Linked DNA regions of Callithrix jacchus: region 2 is linked to region 1. The links are chromatin contacts, called in public Hi-C maps. All regions are on one chromosome and are shown on one strand. Each heading gives the region's core, a stretch centred on a gene start, on an enhancer-like site or on the middle of the called end of the contact. The rest is flanking DNA. Distances are from core to core; before and after follow the strand shown.

Evidence for each region. A called contact is a pair of places that touch in the nucleus more often than the background predicts.
Region 2: a contact with region 1 is called in a Hi-C map of skeletal muscle, with 4 times the contacts expected there. The contact joins the enhancer-like site here to the promoter of DPP9 in region 1. A contact is called at or near these places in 3 of 3 Hi-C or Micro-C datasets (induced pluripotent stem cells and skeletal muscle).

Annotation. Positions count from the first base shown.
Region 1 is chr22:4,468,592-4,475,911 of calJac240_pri, forward strand. DPP9 (dipeptidyl peptidase 9) reads right to left here and starts at 3,192. Exons shown (of 23, transcript XR_013531258.1): 1 at 3,072-3,192; 2 at 1,914-1,966. TRNAG-UCC (transfer RNA glycine (anticodon UCC)) reads left to right here and starts at 3,472; the gene lies at 3,472-3,543. It overlaps TRNAV-CAC (transfer RNA valine (anticodon CAC)), which reads right to left and starts at 4,335; the gene lies at 4,263-4,335.
Region 2 is chr22:4,556,047-4,563,366 of calJac240_pri, forward strand. No RefSeq gene overlaps it. Among named protein-coding and RNA genes, the nearest start is that of FEM1A, 10 kb to the left of the region's middle. Within about 2 kb of position 4,010, at least 1 of the 16 cell types and tissues checked has an H3K27ac peak or open chromatin away from gene starts, as enhancers often do. A contact at or near this core is called in skeletal muscle, where this site is marked.

The sequences.
Region 1 (7,320 bases), core at 1,942-4,441:
GCTCCTTGATCCTTCTTACCCTGCAGGTCCTGATATCACCTCTTCAGAGGTTTTCCTGAGTGCCCCATCTGACGATGCTACCTGACTGCCCCATCACTACACCCAGACGCGAAGACGGCCTGGACCATCGTTGCTGTGCTCCCCTTCCCCTGGGAGAGTGGTTCTCAGCTGGGGGTGATTCGCCCCCTCCCCCATATGGGACACTGGGTGGTGTCTGGGGATGTTTATGCCTGTCACAACTTGGGGTGCCCCTGGCATGGAGTGGGTGGAGCCCAGGATGACCCACCCCAGAGAGAGTTCTTCAGAGAAAGAACTAAAGAAAGATCCACCCCAAATTTCAGCAATGCCAAGCCGGAGACCCCTGCATCCATTACTCGGGGAGAAACCTGAGTTCAACTTCTATGCTCATATTAATACTGGGATAAACTTCCCATGGGATCAGCATTCTAAACCAGGGGGACACCCAGCTCCTGGGATTCACCTCCTTTCTCCCTACTCAGGGTGAGGATTTCAATGTGTGCAGCCTCCTGGGACCTGAGCAGATCAGGGAACATGGAGTCTCTTGGGGTCCACGGTATCCCCTAAGCCAGGGGGCCTCGCCTGGGGATAACTGGACCCCCTAGGGGACGGTTTTGGTTACCACGACAGGGACGGTACGGGGAGGCACGTGGCTGGTGGAGACCAAGGATGCTATTCAACCCCCTACCGTGCCAACCCTAAATGTCACAGTGCCAAGGCTGAGAAACCCCACTGTGGGTGAGGGGGCACTAAGCACCAGAAGGTCAGTTCCACAGGACAGGCCACATCTATCCTGGTCCCAGCACACTACCTGAGCCCATACAGTGCCTGGCCCTCGAAAAGCATTTCAGGTTGAAGCCGCTGTCCTTTCCTGGATGCTGTCTAAAGTCGAAGGGACCCCTTGTGTGGTTGATGCCCAACTACCTTCTCAGGTAAATCAGGTCCCACGACAGGCAGTTCCTCAAAAGCTTAAAGAAGAAGGGCCAGCCGGGCGCCGTGGCTCACACCTGTCATCCCAGCACTGTGGGAGGCGGGGGGGGGGGGGTCACCTGAGGTCAGGAGTTCAAGACCAGCCTGGCCAACATGGTAAAACCCTGTCTCTACTGAAAATGCAAAAATTAGCCGGGCGTGGTGGTGCCTGCCTGTAGTCCCAGCTGCTCAGGAGGCTGAGGCGGGAGAATCACTTGAACCAAGAAGGTAGAGGTTGTGACAGACTGAGACTGTCTCACATCTAATGGAAGAGGTCAAGTGTAGAATTACCATGAAGCAGCACTGGCTGCACTCTCAGTCCAGCGGTGAAAAGCGTGGGCTCTGGTGTCAGAGAGAGGGTTCAAATCCTAACTCTGCCACTTCTGGGGCAGTCACCGAACCTCTGCCAGCTTCCACTTGAACACGGGATGACAGTATCTACCCCTGGGGCCACCGACAGGATTAAATGAGACCACACACATACGGCTTTTAACACACAGCGCCGACTCAACAAGCTCCTCAAAACCACACAAAGGGGGAGAATCCAGCTAAGGGGGACTCTCTAAGAATTCTCTAAGAATCTAAGGGGGAGAATCCAGAGCCAGAATCCTCACCATCTACCGATCAGCTCAGGCAGCGAAGGGGATAAAGCCACCCCTCCACCAAATCCTGCTGAAATCAGCACTCTCCCCTTTCTCTCCCAGAACCCTTCAGAAAGTTCCTCCCGGGGCAGCTAGAGGGGTACAGGGGTAAAAATAAAAGCCTTCAGTGGCGCACAGAAAGTTGCAGCCACTGCCCTGGGGAAGACAACGACCCAGAGCCACAAAAAACCATTTCCTGCCAATCTCTATATTCTACAGCAGGCAAAGGAATCCCACCGGCCCCCACCCCAGCCTTCCTGGCTGCCAAACCCCAGCACAACTGACCTTTTAAAGGGTCCAGGGAGCCTCCATTCCAGCTGCAGGCGTGGGACACAGACCTTGATAGGATAAACGTGTCATGAAGGTGACAGGTTAATGGAAGCACTAGCCAGCCATTCAGTCCCCCCTCCACTCAGAAGCTGCAGACTGCCAGGCCTGATTCTACCTGGCTACATTCTAGCTCTGCCTCGAATCCCTGCAGCACTGCCTCCATGCCCTGGACAGAATCTGGGAGAGAAGCCATCCCACGGGTCCTGATTCCCCCGGGACCCAGCCGAGGAATGCAGGGATTGGTGCCTACAGTCCACACCTCCTGGGCTTTAGTCCCAGCTACTCGAAAGCAGGTTGGTTCTTGCCGCGGAGACAAGTGACTTCCTCAGGGAGCCCCAGGGAAAGACCAGGGGGTGGGGGAGAAGGGCATAGCCCACTTTCAATGGCTCAGAGGCAGCCTGGAGAGGGAAGTGTCAGGGCTGGCCTAAGGCTGCGTGGGAAGAAGGTGGGCGGCTGGACAGGCCAGAGAAGGGAGGCTGAGAGAAGGGGCTGGACCCTGTGGGCCGGCCCTTTGGAAGGCAGCTATGCTAACCACACCACCAATGCCGCGGCAGGAAAACCGGTCTCTGGATGCCCTTAATAGAGGGATCAAGTGGGACTGGGTCGGGAGAGACCAAGCCTTGGGGCGAAGGTGGGAGGAAGGGGTAAAGGGGTGATGACAGGATGCAGGTCCAGGGCAGTGGCCTCTGTGCACACATAGCGTTGGGATGGGGAGAGGGAGATCGGGAGCTCCAGAGCCCGCACGGAAGGGGAGAGGGTGTCAAGATCTGCAGCAGCGAGGGCGTTCTTGGGTGCGGTCACTCCCGGATGGGGTCAGGGCCGGGTAGCCTGGGGAGCAACGGGATGGGTGGGGAGGCCGGGCCGGGAAAGGGAGAAACTGGGAGGTGGCCTGGCCAGCGCAGGAATCCGGGAGGGAAAGAAAGTGGAGGGGCTCCCAGGGCGGAGGGTAAACGAGGCAGGGGGCCGGAGGGACCCAGGGACGGGTGCGTGACGGCGCCAGGGTGCGAGGAGGCCGGGCAATGGCGAGTGCAGGCTCAGAGCCGAGGCGAGGCCGGTCAATGGCGGGTTCAGGGTCGCGGCCGGGGCGGGACGAGGCGCGCGGGCGATGCTCACCGGGGCGCGGGGCGGCGGCCGGGCTGGGCAGGGCGTCCCGGGGCCAGCGGCGCCTCACGCTCGCGGCTCCATGCCCGGGACTGCGGCCCCGGAAGTGGCGGGCGCGGGGGACGACAGCGGCGGCGGACACGGGGGACCCGCCGGCTAAGACCCCTTTGACCCGGAAGTTGAGCGGCCCAGGCGGCGGCCTGGGATTGGACACCTCTAGGCACGTACCAAGACGTCCGCGGCGCTGGGGGTGACCCCGCAGAGCGGCGCCGGGGTGCCTAAGGCGCAGAACGCCCAAGAGCGACATCTTCTGGTGCGGTAGGGAGAAACACCCCCGCGTGACTTGGTATCGCTCAGCCAAGCCCATGACTCCCCCTATTAAGGATATACGGAAACAACGCTTTCCGTCCTGGCGTTGGTGGTATAGTGGTTAGCATAGCTGCCTTCCAAGCAGTTGACCCGGGTTCGATTCCCGGCCAACGCATGTTTTCTTCTCAGTTTGCAAGTCTCACTTTCTTTTCTTTCATCAGTTTGCAAGTCTTATTTTCTTTTCTTTTGTCAGTTTGCAAGTCTCATTTTCTTTTATTTTGTCAGTTCGCAATTCCCATTTTCTTTTAGCGGTTTGCAATTCTCATTTTCTTTTCTTTTCTTTTTTTGTTTTTAAAGATGGAGTTTCTCCATGATGGCCCGGCTGGTCTTGAACTCCTGACCTCAGGTGACCCACCCTCCTCAGCCTCCCAAAGTGCTGGGATTACAGGCGTGAGCTACTGCGCCCAGCCTAAATTTTTTATTTTGAAATCACTTTTTTTTTTTTTTTTTTGAGACGGAGTTTTGCTCTTGTTACCCAGGCTGGAGTGCAATGGCGTGATCTCGGCTCACTGCAACCTCCGCCTCCCGGGTTCAAGCAATTCTCCTGCCTCAGCCTCCTGAGTAGCTGGGATTACAGGCGGGCACCACCATGCCCAATTAATTTTTATATTTTTAGTAGAGACAGGGTTTCACCCTGTTGACCAGGATGGTCTCGATCTCTTGACCTCGTGATCCACCCGCCTCGGCCTCCCAAAGTGCTGGGATTACAGGCGTGAGCCACCGCACCCGGCCTGAAATCACTTTTTAAATATCATAAAAATCTCTAAAAGGCGGGAGAGAAAGAAGGGAACCAGAATTGCTGGTTCGGCGAAACCTGAAAATAACAGGCACAAGTGTTTCCGCCCGGGATCGAACCGGGGACCTTTCGCGTGTGAGGCGAACGTGATAACCGCTACACTATGGAAACCAGCAAAAGCCACACTTCTTTGAACTTTCACACAGGGATAATGTAGGAAAGGTTGTTACAGTCCAGCGCTGCAAAAAAATAGTTCTGCTGCTGTCAGCCAAATAATATCCGCTCTTCCTGAATAGCTGTTATTCTACTTGATACAGTAGAGATCGAAAGAAGGAAAGTACGGAAGACAAAAAGAAATCCAATACACACACACACAGACACACACACACACGTTTATTACTTTACCATCAGTCCACCCTCCACTTAAAGCAATGCACGTCGGCCGGGCCGGGCGTGGTGGCTCACACCTGTAAACCCAGCACTTTGGGAGGCCGAGGCGGGTGGATCACGAGGTCAAGAGATCGAGACCATCCTGGTCAACAAGGTAAAATCCCGTCTCTACTAAAAATACAAAAATTAGCTGGGCACGGTGGTGTGTGCCTGTAGTCCCAGCTACTCGGGAGGCTGAGGCAGGAGAATTGCTTTGAACCCAGGAGGTGGAGGTTACAGTGAGCCGAGATCGTGCCATTGCACTCCAGTCTGGGTAACAAGAGCGAAACTCCCCGTCTCAAAATAAATAAATAAATAAAACAATGCAAGGCAAATGGCCCACAAACCCATCCTGGGGTCAAATGAACTCTTCTGAGTTCATCTCATAAAATCTGTACTCGATATTTGATATTCGCCATTTTGCCTTAGATCATCAAACTACTATTTTTTTTTTTTTTTTTTGAGAGTCTCATTCTGGGGCCCAGGCTGGAGTGCAGTGGTACGATCATCCCTCACTCCAGCCTCCAACTCCTTGGGTTCAAGCAATCCTCCCGCCTCAGCCCCTGGAATACCTTGACCGCAGGCATGGACCACCTCGCCTGGCTAAATTTTTTAAAATGTGCCTGGTAGAGAAAGTGACTTATAGGAGGGCCTACACTATGTTGCTTAGGCTGGTCTCGAACTTGTGACCGAACATGATCTGGGCACCTCAGCCTCCCAAAGTGCTGGGATTACAGTCATGAGCCAGCGTACCCAATCCCAACTACTCTGTAAAGAGCTTTCTGAGGCCAGACCTCCACCTGCCAGGTTCAAGTGATCCTCCTGCCTCAGCCTCCCGAGTAGCTGTGATTACAGACATGTGCCGTCACAATTGGCTAATTTTGTATTTTTAGTAGACACGGGATTTCTCCACGTTGATCAGGCTGGTCTTGAACTCCTGACCTCAAGAGATCCGCCTGCCTCAGCCTCCCAGAGTGCTGGGATTATAGGAGTTTGCCACCATGACCAGCCTCTTTCTTAAAGAGACAGTAGAAGGGGTGGGAGTATGATGGCAAGAAATTAGGATCAGACCACTGTGAAATTCCACACACCCTCGCTCCTGCAGGGCTGGGATTAGGGTAAGGAGACTGAGGCATTTTAAGTCACTGGTACCACGTGCAAAAATTAAAGAGGTGCCAAAAAACTCTCAATAATCATGATAAATAACATTTCAATACTTTTTTCTCTCTCTCTCTGTTGTCCAGGCTGGAGTGCAGAGGCACGATCTTGACTCATTGCAACCTCCACCTCCCGCGTTCAAGCTATTCTCATGCCTCAGCCTCCCTGGTAGCTGGGATTACAGGCATAAGCTACTACGCCCGGCTAATTTTTGCATTTTTTATAGAGATGGGATTTCACCATGTTGGCCAGGCTGGTCTTGAACTCTGAAGTCAAGTGATCATCTCCGCCTCCAAGTGCTGGGCTTACAGGCCTGCACACTACACCCTGCCATATTATTTTTAAAAATGATTACTGGCAAATAACTCCATCATGAACAAAGTGTCAAAAGTTTCCATCGAGACAGGTTTTGGTAGTGATTTGCCAAACCCTTGAAGTTTTGCAAGGCCTCTTTATGCCTGTTGTTATGTGTTTTGAGGGGTTTGGTTTTGGGTGTTTTTGAGACAGCGTCTCACTCTGTCACTCAGGCTGGAGTGCAGTGGTGCAATCACAGCTCACTGCAGCCTCGACCCCCTGGGATCACAGAATCCTTCCACCGCAGCCTCCCGCATAGCTGGGACCACAGGTGCGTGCCACCAAGCCTAGCTAATTTTTTTAAAGTTTTAGTAGAGATGGGGTCTCGCTATCTTTCCCAAGCTGATTTCAAACTCCTGCGCTCAAGAGATCCTCCCAACTTGGCTTCCCAAAGTGCTAGGATTACAAGGCTGAGCCACCATGCCTGGCCTGTTTTTATGTATTTTAATGGTTATTTCCCTCAGAACGCTGTTGAAAACATATTGAAACATTAAAAGTAGACATATTAAAACTCAAAATACTAAGAATGTATTCTAGGCCAGGCACAGTGACTCGCACCTATAATCCTAGCACTTTGGGATGCTGAGGTGGGCAGATCACTTGAGGTCAGGAGTTTGAAACCAGCCTGGCCAACATGGTGAAAATGCATCTCTACCAAAACTACAAAAAAAAATTAGGCAGGCTTGGTGGCGGACGCCTGTAATCCCAGCTACCTGGGAGGCTGAGACAGAAGAATTGCTTAAACCTGGGAGGCAGAGATTGTGGTGAGCCAAGATCATACCATGGCACTCCAGCCTGGGCGACAGAGCAAGACTGCATCTTAGAAAACGACAACCAGCCAGGTGTAGTGGTTCACACCTGTAATCCAAGCACTTTGGAGGCCAAGGTGGACGGATCACCTGAGGTCAGGAGTTCAAGACCAGCCTGACCAACATGGTGAAACCCCATCTTAAAAAAAAAAGACAACCAAAAACCCTCACTATCATAATGGTACTCTTCTGGCTTTTTTGTTTTTGTTTTTATTTTTGATTTTTTGAGATGGAGTCTCTCTCTCGTCGCTCAGGCTGGAGTGCAATGGCGTAATCTCAGCTCACCACAACTTCCACCTCCTGGATTCAAGCAATTCTCCTGCCTCAGCCTCCCGAGTATCTGGGATTACAGGCTCCCGCCACCACGCCCAGCTAATGTTTTGTAGGGACAGAGTTTCACCATGTT
Region 2 (7,320 bases), core at 2,760-5,259, 88 kb after region 1:
TGAGGGCTGATCCAGCAGCTCCCAGTTATTTCTAAAGACCTGGTTGACTGCTCCCCTGAGACACGGGCGTCCCAAGATCACCACCAGGAGAAAAGAGAGCATCTCCCAGTCAAAACCCATTTGCTCTGATTGGACCAGCCTGGATCCCATGTTCTTCCCTGACCCGGTCCTAGTAGCCCAGGAGTGGGATGTGCCAACTGGCCTGGGCTGGGCAGGACCCCCAGAGGGTCTGTAACCCATTCGTAATGTGGGTTGCTTAAAATGGGGCCATCGCTGCCATCGAGGGCAGCAAAAAAAGTCCCCAATAAAAAAATTACTACCTGGGCCGGACGCAGTGGCTCACACCTATAATCCCAGCACTTTGGGAGGCTGAGGCAGGTGGATCAGGAGGAGTTCGAGACCAGCATGACCAACTTGGTGAAACCCCGTCTCTATTTAAAATAATAATAAAAAGGCTGGGCATGGTGGCTCACGCCTGTAATCGAAGCACTTTGGAGGCCAAGGCGGGTGGATCACCTGAGGTCGGGAGTTCAAGACCAGCCTGACCAACATGGTGAAAGCCCATCTTAAAAAAAAAAAAAAATACAAAAATGAGCCGGGCATGGTGGTGGGCGCCTGTAATCCCAGCTACTCGGGAGGCTGAGGCGGGAGAATCGATTGAAACCGGGAGGTGGACATTGCGGTGAGCCGAGATCTCGCCACTGCACTCCAGCCTGGGTGACAGAGCAAGACTGTCTCAAATAAATAAATACATAGATAATAAAATAAAATGACTACCTGCCATTGATAAGTGAAGGAAAAAAGCTCAGATGAGTCAAGTGGAGTGCCTCAGGCCAGAGCCAGGAGGGTGACCCAAGTCCTTTGTAGCTGAGAAACAGGCTCGCAGAGAGGGGCAGGGGCTTTCCTGAGCTAACCCAGCCGGGAGGGAAGCATTGGGGTCAAAGCCTCACCCCTGCTGAAAGATGTCGAGAGCCAGGCAGCCCAGGCTGACCTGGGAGGGCGGGGCCTGGGGGCTCTCCCACTCGCCCGCTGCCCCTCCCAGGCCCTCCCACTCGCCCGCTGCCCCTCCCAGGCCCTCCCACTCGCCCACTGCCCCTCCCAGGCCCTCCCACTTGCCCGCTGCCCTTCCCAGCCTGCTGCTGCCAGTCTGGGGTCTGGGGTTCTACTCAATTGCTCGTCTACTCGGCCAGTGACCTTTTTTTTGTCTGTGTGTGTGTGTGACGTCTTGCTCTGTCGCCAGGCTGGAGTGCTGTGGCTCCCTCCATCTCAGCTTACTGCCACCTCCACTCCCAAGTTCAAGTGATTCCCCTGCCTCAGCCTCCTGAGTAGCTGGGGCTACAGGCGCGCACCACCACACCCTGCTAATTTTTTGTGTTTTAGTAGAGACGGGGTTTCACCATGTTGCCCAGGATGGTCTCAAACTCTTGACCTAGTGATCCGCCCGCCTTGGCCTCCCAAAGTGCTGGGATTACAGGGGTGAGCCACCGTGCCCGGCCTCGGTCAATAACCTTCTCAGACCCTCAGACCCTCCCCAGCCCTTTGAGAGTCTCTGTCACTGTCATGTCCTCAAGCACTCAGGCCAGGGTCTGTCCCACGCCCTGTTAATAGGGGCTGAACGAGTGAAGGAGTGAATGAACAAATACACGAATGCGTCTCGCCGCTGGGAATTCCGAGTCCTCCTCTGACTCCCTGGGGCAGCAGCAGGGGACACAGGCAGGCCCCGGTGGCTTTGCCAGACCCCAGGGCCGCCACCCCCACAAGATTCCAGGACTGTCACCCGAGCAGTGTTGACGGGGAGGGAACAACCCTGCCCGAGGTTAAAGATAGCACCACTCGAATCACATCACAGGCCAGAAAGACCAGGTGACCCACCGGGGACACTGAATCCGTGTCCCAGGAGAGGGGTGGGGCGGGGGTGTGGATTACTGCGGGGAGCTTCGGGACTGGAAAAAACAGAGGGTGCCCTGACCGAGTGTTTACCAGAACATGTGTTAGGCAAGACCCGGGCCAGATGTGAGCAGCACCACCCCCGTGCTGGGCGGGGAGAATGTACACCCCAACTCCTCTGGCCCCAGGGACCCAGACATTCAGAATTCCCCGGGGCCACCCCCTCCCTCTGCCCTGCACCTTGATGTCTCTTATTAAAGCTTGTCTTTGAATGTCTATTGACTTAGTAGACAGTATTTAATTATCTATATTAATTCAAATTTATTAATTTCAACTATTAACTTATTTATTATTTGATGTAGATTAAAGCAGTGATCTTGGGGCCGGGTGCAGTGGCTCCCGCCTGTAATCTCAGTACTTTGGAAGGCTGAGGTGGGTGGATCACTAGGTCAGGAGTTCAAAATCAGCCTGGCCAAGATGGTGAGACCCTCGTCTCTACTAAAAACTACAAAAGGCCGGGTGCGGTGGCTCACACCTATAATCCCAGCACTTTGGGAGACAGAGGCGGGTGGATCACGAGGTCAAGAGATCGAGACCATCCTGGTCAACAAGGTGAAACCCCATCTCTACTAAAAATACAAAAATTAGCTGGGCATGGTGGCGCGTGCCTGTAATCCCAGCTACTCAGGAGGCTGAGGCAGGAGAATTGTCTGAACCCAGGAGGCAGAGGTTGCAGTGAGCCAAGATCGCGCCATTGCACTCCAGCCTGGGTGACAAGAGCGGAACTCCATCTCAAAAATAATAAATAAAAATAAAAACTACAAAAATTAGCCAGGTGCAGTATCAGGGGCCTGTAATCCCAGTTACTCTGGAGGCTGAGGCAGGAGAATTGCTTCAACCCTGGGCGGCAGACATAGCAGTGAGCCAAGATTGAGCCACTGCACTCCAGCCTAGGCAACAGAGTGAGACTCTGTCTTAAAAAAAAAAAAAGCAATGATCTTCATCCAATGTCACCTCCTCCATGAAGCCTTCCCGAATTATCTAAAGTGCAGCCCCTTACAAGCAGGCAGGGTGGTTTATGCCTGTAATCTCAGCATTTTGGGAGGCTGAGGCAGGTGGGGGGTGCTTGAGCCCAGGAGTTCGAGACCAGCCTGGGCAATTGAGTGAGACACACCCCCTCCCCCCAAGGTCTCTACAAGAATGATATGACAATTAGCTGGATGTGGTGGTGTGCACCTGTGGTCCCAGCGACTCGAGAGGCTGAGGTGAAAGGATCACTTGAGCCCAGGAGGTGAAGGCTGTAGCCAGCTGTGATCACACCACTGCACTTCAGCCTGGGTGACAGAATGAGTTTGAGACCACACGCTGCGACTCAATCTCTACAAAAAATTTAAGGCCGGGTGCCGTGGCTCAGGCCTGTAATCCCAGCACTTTGGGAGGCCCAGGTGGGCGCATCACCTGAGGTCAGGAGTTCAGCCTGGCCACAATGGTGAAACACCATCTCCACTACAAATACAAAATTAGCTGGGTGTGGTGGTGCATGCCTGTACTCCCAGCTACTGGGGAGGCTGAGGCACGAGAATTGCTTGAACCTTGGAAGTAGAGGTTGCAGTGAGCCAAGATCGTGCTATTGCACTCCAGCCTGGGTGACAGAGTGAGACTCTGTCTCAAAATAAAGAAATAATAAAAAATAAAAATAGAAACAGGGGTCCCACCGTTGGCCAGGCTGGTCCCAAACTCCTGGGCTTAAGCGATCCACCTCAGCCTCCCAAAATGCTGGGATTACAGGAATGAACCACCGCACCCAGACACTCCTTTTCCTGGGAAGAGAAACAATTTTGCAGCTTCCCTTGGAAACTGGAAACCGTGGCGGCCTCCCAGGGATATAATAAGGTCGCAGCCACTGGACAGGTTAAAAATAAAAGATCCCTGTCCCGGGGCACTTGGGGATGGCATTTGTGAGCCCAGGCGAACCACAGGGCTACAGGGAGACACCCTTGAGGGAGGGGACTGGAGAAGAGCCTGCTGTGTGGCCTCAGGCTGGCACCTGCCCTCTCTGGGCTCCAGCCAGGTTGGAAACAACAGCATTAGATAGTGATTTCCGAAGATCCCCCACCTGCGCACTCCTGAGGGTAAACTCTGCCTTTCATTTCTCTGAGGGGCTTCTCTGGCCTCACCCTAGTCCCACTGTGTGCCCTTGCAAAGCGACACTACCTCTCTGTGCCTCGGTTTCCCCAAATGCAAAATGGGGCAGAGAGAGCCCTGGTGACCTGACCTGCCAATGGGGATATTTGGCTGTCATTATTATTGCAATTTATTTTTTATTTTTATTTATTTATTTAGAGACAGAGTCTTTATTTATTATTATTATTTTTTTTTTTTTTTTTTTTTTGAGACAGAGTTTCGCTCTTGTTACCCAGGCTGGAGTGCAATTGCGCTATCTCGGCTCACCGCAACCTCCGCCCCCTGGGTTCAGGCAATTCTCCTGCCTCAGCCTCCCGAGTAGCTGGGATTACAGGCACGCACCACCGTGCCCAGCTAATTTTTTGTAATTTTTAGTAGAGACGGGGTTTCACCATGTTGACCAGGATGGTCTCGATCTGTTGACCTCGTGATCCACCCGCCTCGGCCTCCCAAAGTGCTGGGATTACAGGCTTGAGCCACCGCGCCCGGCCCGTATTATTATTATTTTTGAGACAGATTCTTGCTCTGTTGCCGAGGCTGGAGTGCAGTGGTGTGTGTGATCACAGCTCACTGCAATCTCCGCCTCCCGGGTTCAAGCCATTCTCCTGCCTCAGCCTCCCCAGTAGCTGGGATTACAGGCACCCGCCACCACACCCGGTTAATTTTTGAATTTTTAGTAGAGATGAGGTTTCACCATGTTGGCCAGGCTGGTCTTGAACTCCTGACCTCGGGTGATCCACCAGCCTCAACCTCCCAAAGTGCTGGGATTACAGGCGTGAGCCACACACCCGGCCGATTGTTGTAATTTACAGAGGGGCAAGGGGGCTGTTGGCATGGCTGGGAACTCGGCACTTTTTTGGGACCCCTTTCCCCTCTGAGCTCTCTCTTCGGAGCAGGCCCGGGGGAAAAAGGGACCGTCCCCTTCCCAGCCCGGGGTCGGGAGAGGCTGGAACTGCTGTCCGATGGTGCCCTCTAGTGGCAGCATCTGCTTACTGCGGCACTTTCTGGATTTCCACAGGTAAGTCATGTGTCCGGCGCCTGTAGGCTTGGGGGACAGAAGACCTGCACCCAGATGGGTCACACTGGCTCCCCTGGAGGGTCCGCGCTCCCTTCCACTCCTGCAGGTCATTGCCTGGGCCCTTTCCTTCCTGGAGGCTGCAGAGAGCTCTGATCACCCTTGAGGGGCTCAGATCTCCGCCCCCAAGTCAGCACCCCCTAGTTCCTTCTGCATCCCCATCACACCCAGGGCAGGCCCACACGAGACCAGCCACTCCTGTGTCCGCCTCCCCTTGGAGCTGTGAGCCCTGTGACGGCAGCCGCGGCATCCGTCCCAGAAAACAGCATCCTCGCGATCTGAAGCCGCCCGTGGCGAACCGTAGACGCTCAGTGCACACTAACTGCTTAACGAAGGAATGAACAGACGATGGGGTGGGGGGGGGGAATGAACAAAATTCACTGTCTGGCAGGAAGGGAACGTGGAATCCAGAGGTCCTTCCGAACGGGAAAACACACTTGAGGCCAGGGGCAGAGGCTCATGCCTGCAATCCCAACATTTTGGGAGGCCGAGGTGGGGGGATCCCTTGAGCCCAGGAGTTTCAGACCAGTCTGGGCCACGTGGTGAAACTCAATCTCTACAAAAAGTTTGAGGCCAGGTGCGGTGGCTCACACTGTGATCCCAGCACTTTGGGAGGCCGAGGAAGGCGGATCACAAGGTCAGGAGTTCAAGACCATCCTGGCCAACATAGTGAAACCCCGCCTCTACTAAAAATACAAAAATTAGCTGGGCGTGGTGGTGCGTGCCTGCAGTCTCAGCTACTCGGGAGGCTGAGGCAGGAGAATCACTGGAAACCGGAGGCAGAGGTTGTGGTGAGCTGAGATCTCGCCACTGCACTCCAATCTGGGCAACAGAGCAAGACTCCATCTCGAAAATAAAAATAATTTAAGGCTCGGTGCAGTGGCTCACGCCTGTAATCCCAGCACTTTGGGAAATTGAGGCAGGAAGATCATTTGCAGTCAGGAGTTTGAGACCAGCCTGGCCAACATGGTGAAACACCCTCTCTACTAAAAATACTAAATTAGCCGGGCATGGTGGTGCGCCTGTAATCCCAGCTACTCAGGAGGCTGAGGCAGGAGAATCACTTGAACCTGGGAGGCGGAGGTTGCAGTGAGCTGAGATGGCACCATTGCGCTCCAGCCTGGGCAACAAGACTCAGTCTCAAAAAAATAAAAAATGAAAAAGACTTGGACATCAATTCAAATTCAAACATTTATTGAGCATCCTCTATAGGCCTGCAATACAGCCCACAGACAGGCAGACGGTGACGTGTGGGCCGTGGATAAGTTCATCTGTATTTGTCTCAAACTCCAGAGTGACACAGAAATATGAAACGTATTCAGGGCATCTGGTGGGTGCTGCTTTGAATGAATTTTATTTTATTTTATTTTTGAGACAGAGTTTCACCGTTGTTACCCAGACTGGAGCGCAATGGTGCGATCTCGGCTCACCGCAACCTCCGCCTCCTGGGTTCAGGCAATTCTCCTGCCTCAGCCTCCCGAGTAGCTGGGATTACAGGCACGCGCCACCATGCCCAGCTAATTTTTTGTATTTTTAGTAGAGACGGGGTTTCACCATGTTGACCAGGATGGTCTCGATCTCCTGACCTAGTGATCCACCCGCCTCGGCCTCCCAAAGTGCTGGGATTACAGGCGTGAGCCACCGCGCCCAGCCATGAATTTTATTTTATTTTATTTTAGTGTTTTGAGACAGGGTCTTGCTCTGTCATCCAGGCTGGAGTGCAGTGGCACCATCTCAGCTCACTGCAACCTCTGTCTCCCGGGTTTGACAATCCTCCTGCCTCAGCCTCCAAAGTAGCTGGGATTACAGGTGTGCACCACCAGGCCCAGCTAATTTTTGTATTTTTGGTGGAGACTGGGTTTTACCATGTGGACCAGGCTGGTCTTGAACTCCTGACCTCAAGTCATCCTCCTGCCTCTGCCTCCCAAAGTGCTGGGATAGCAGACATGAGCGGCTGCTGTGTCCGGCTTTGAAATGAATTCTAAGCAGGGTGCTCAGAGAAGCCTCCATTGAAAACGCGAGTGCAAGATTCTTTGAATTGATGGCACCATGGACTACACCATGGTAACCCTGTAACCCACACCGACACCTCCAGATGAACTCCCGGAGCCACGAAGTCTGAGTCAACCCTGTGACATGGGACCCGGCGGCCTGATTCACCAACCTTGCAACAT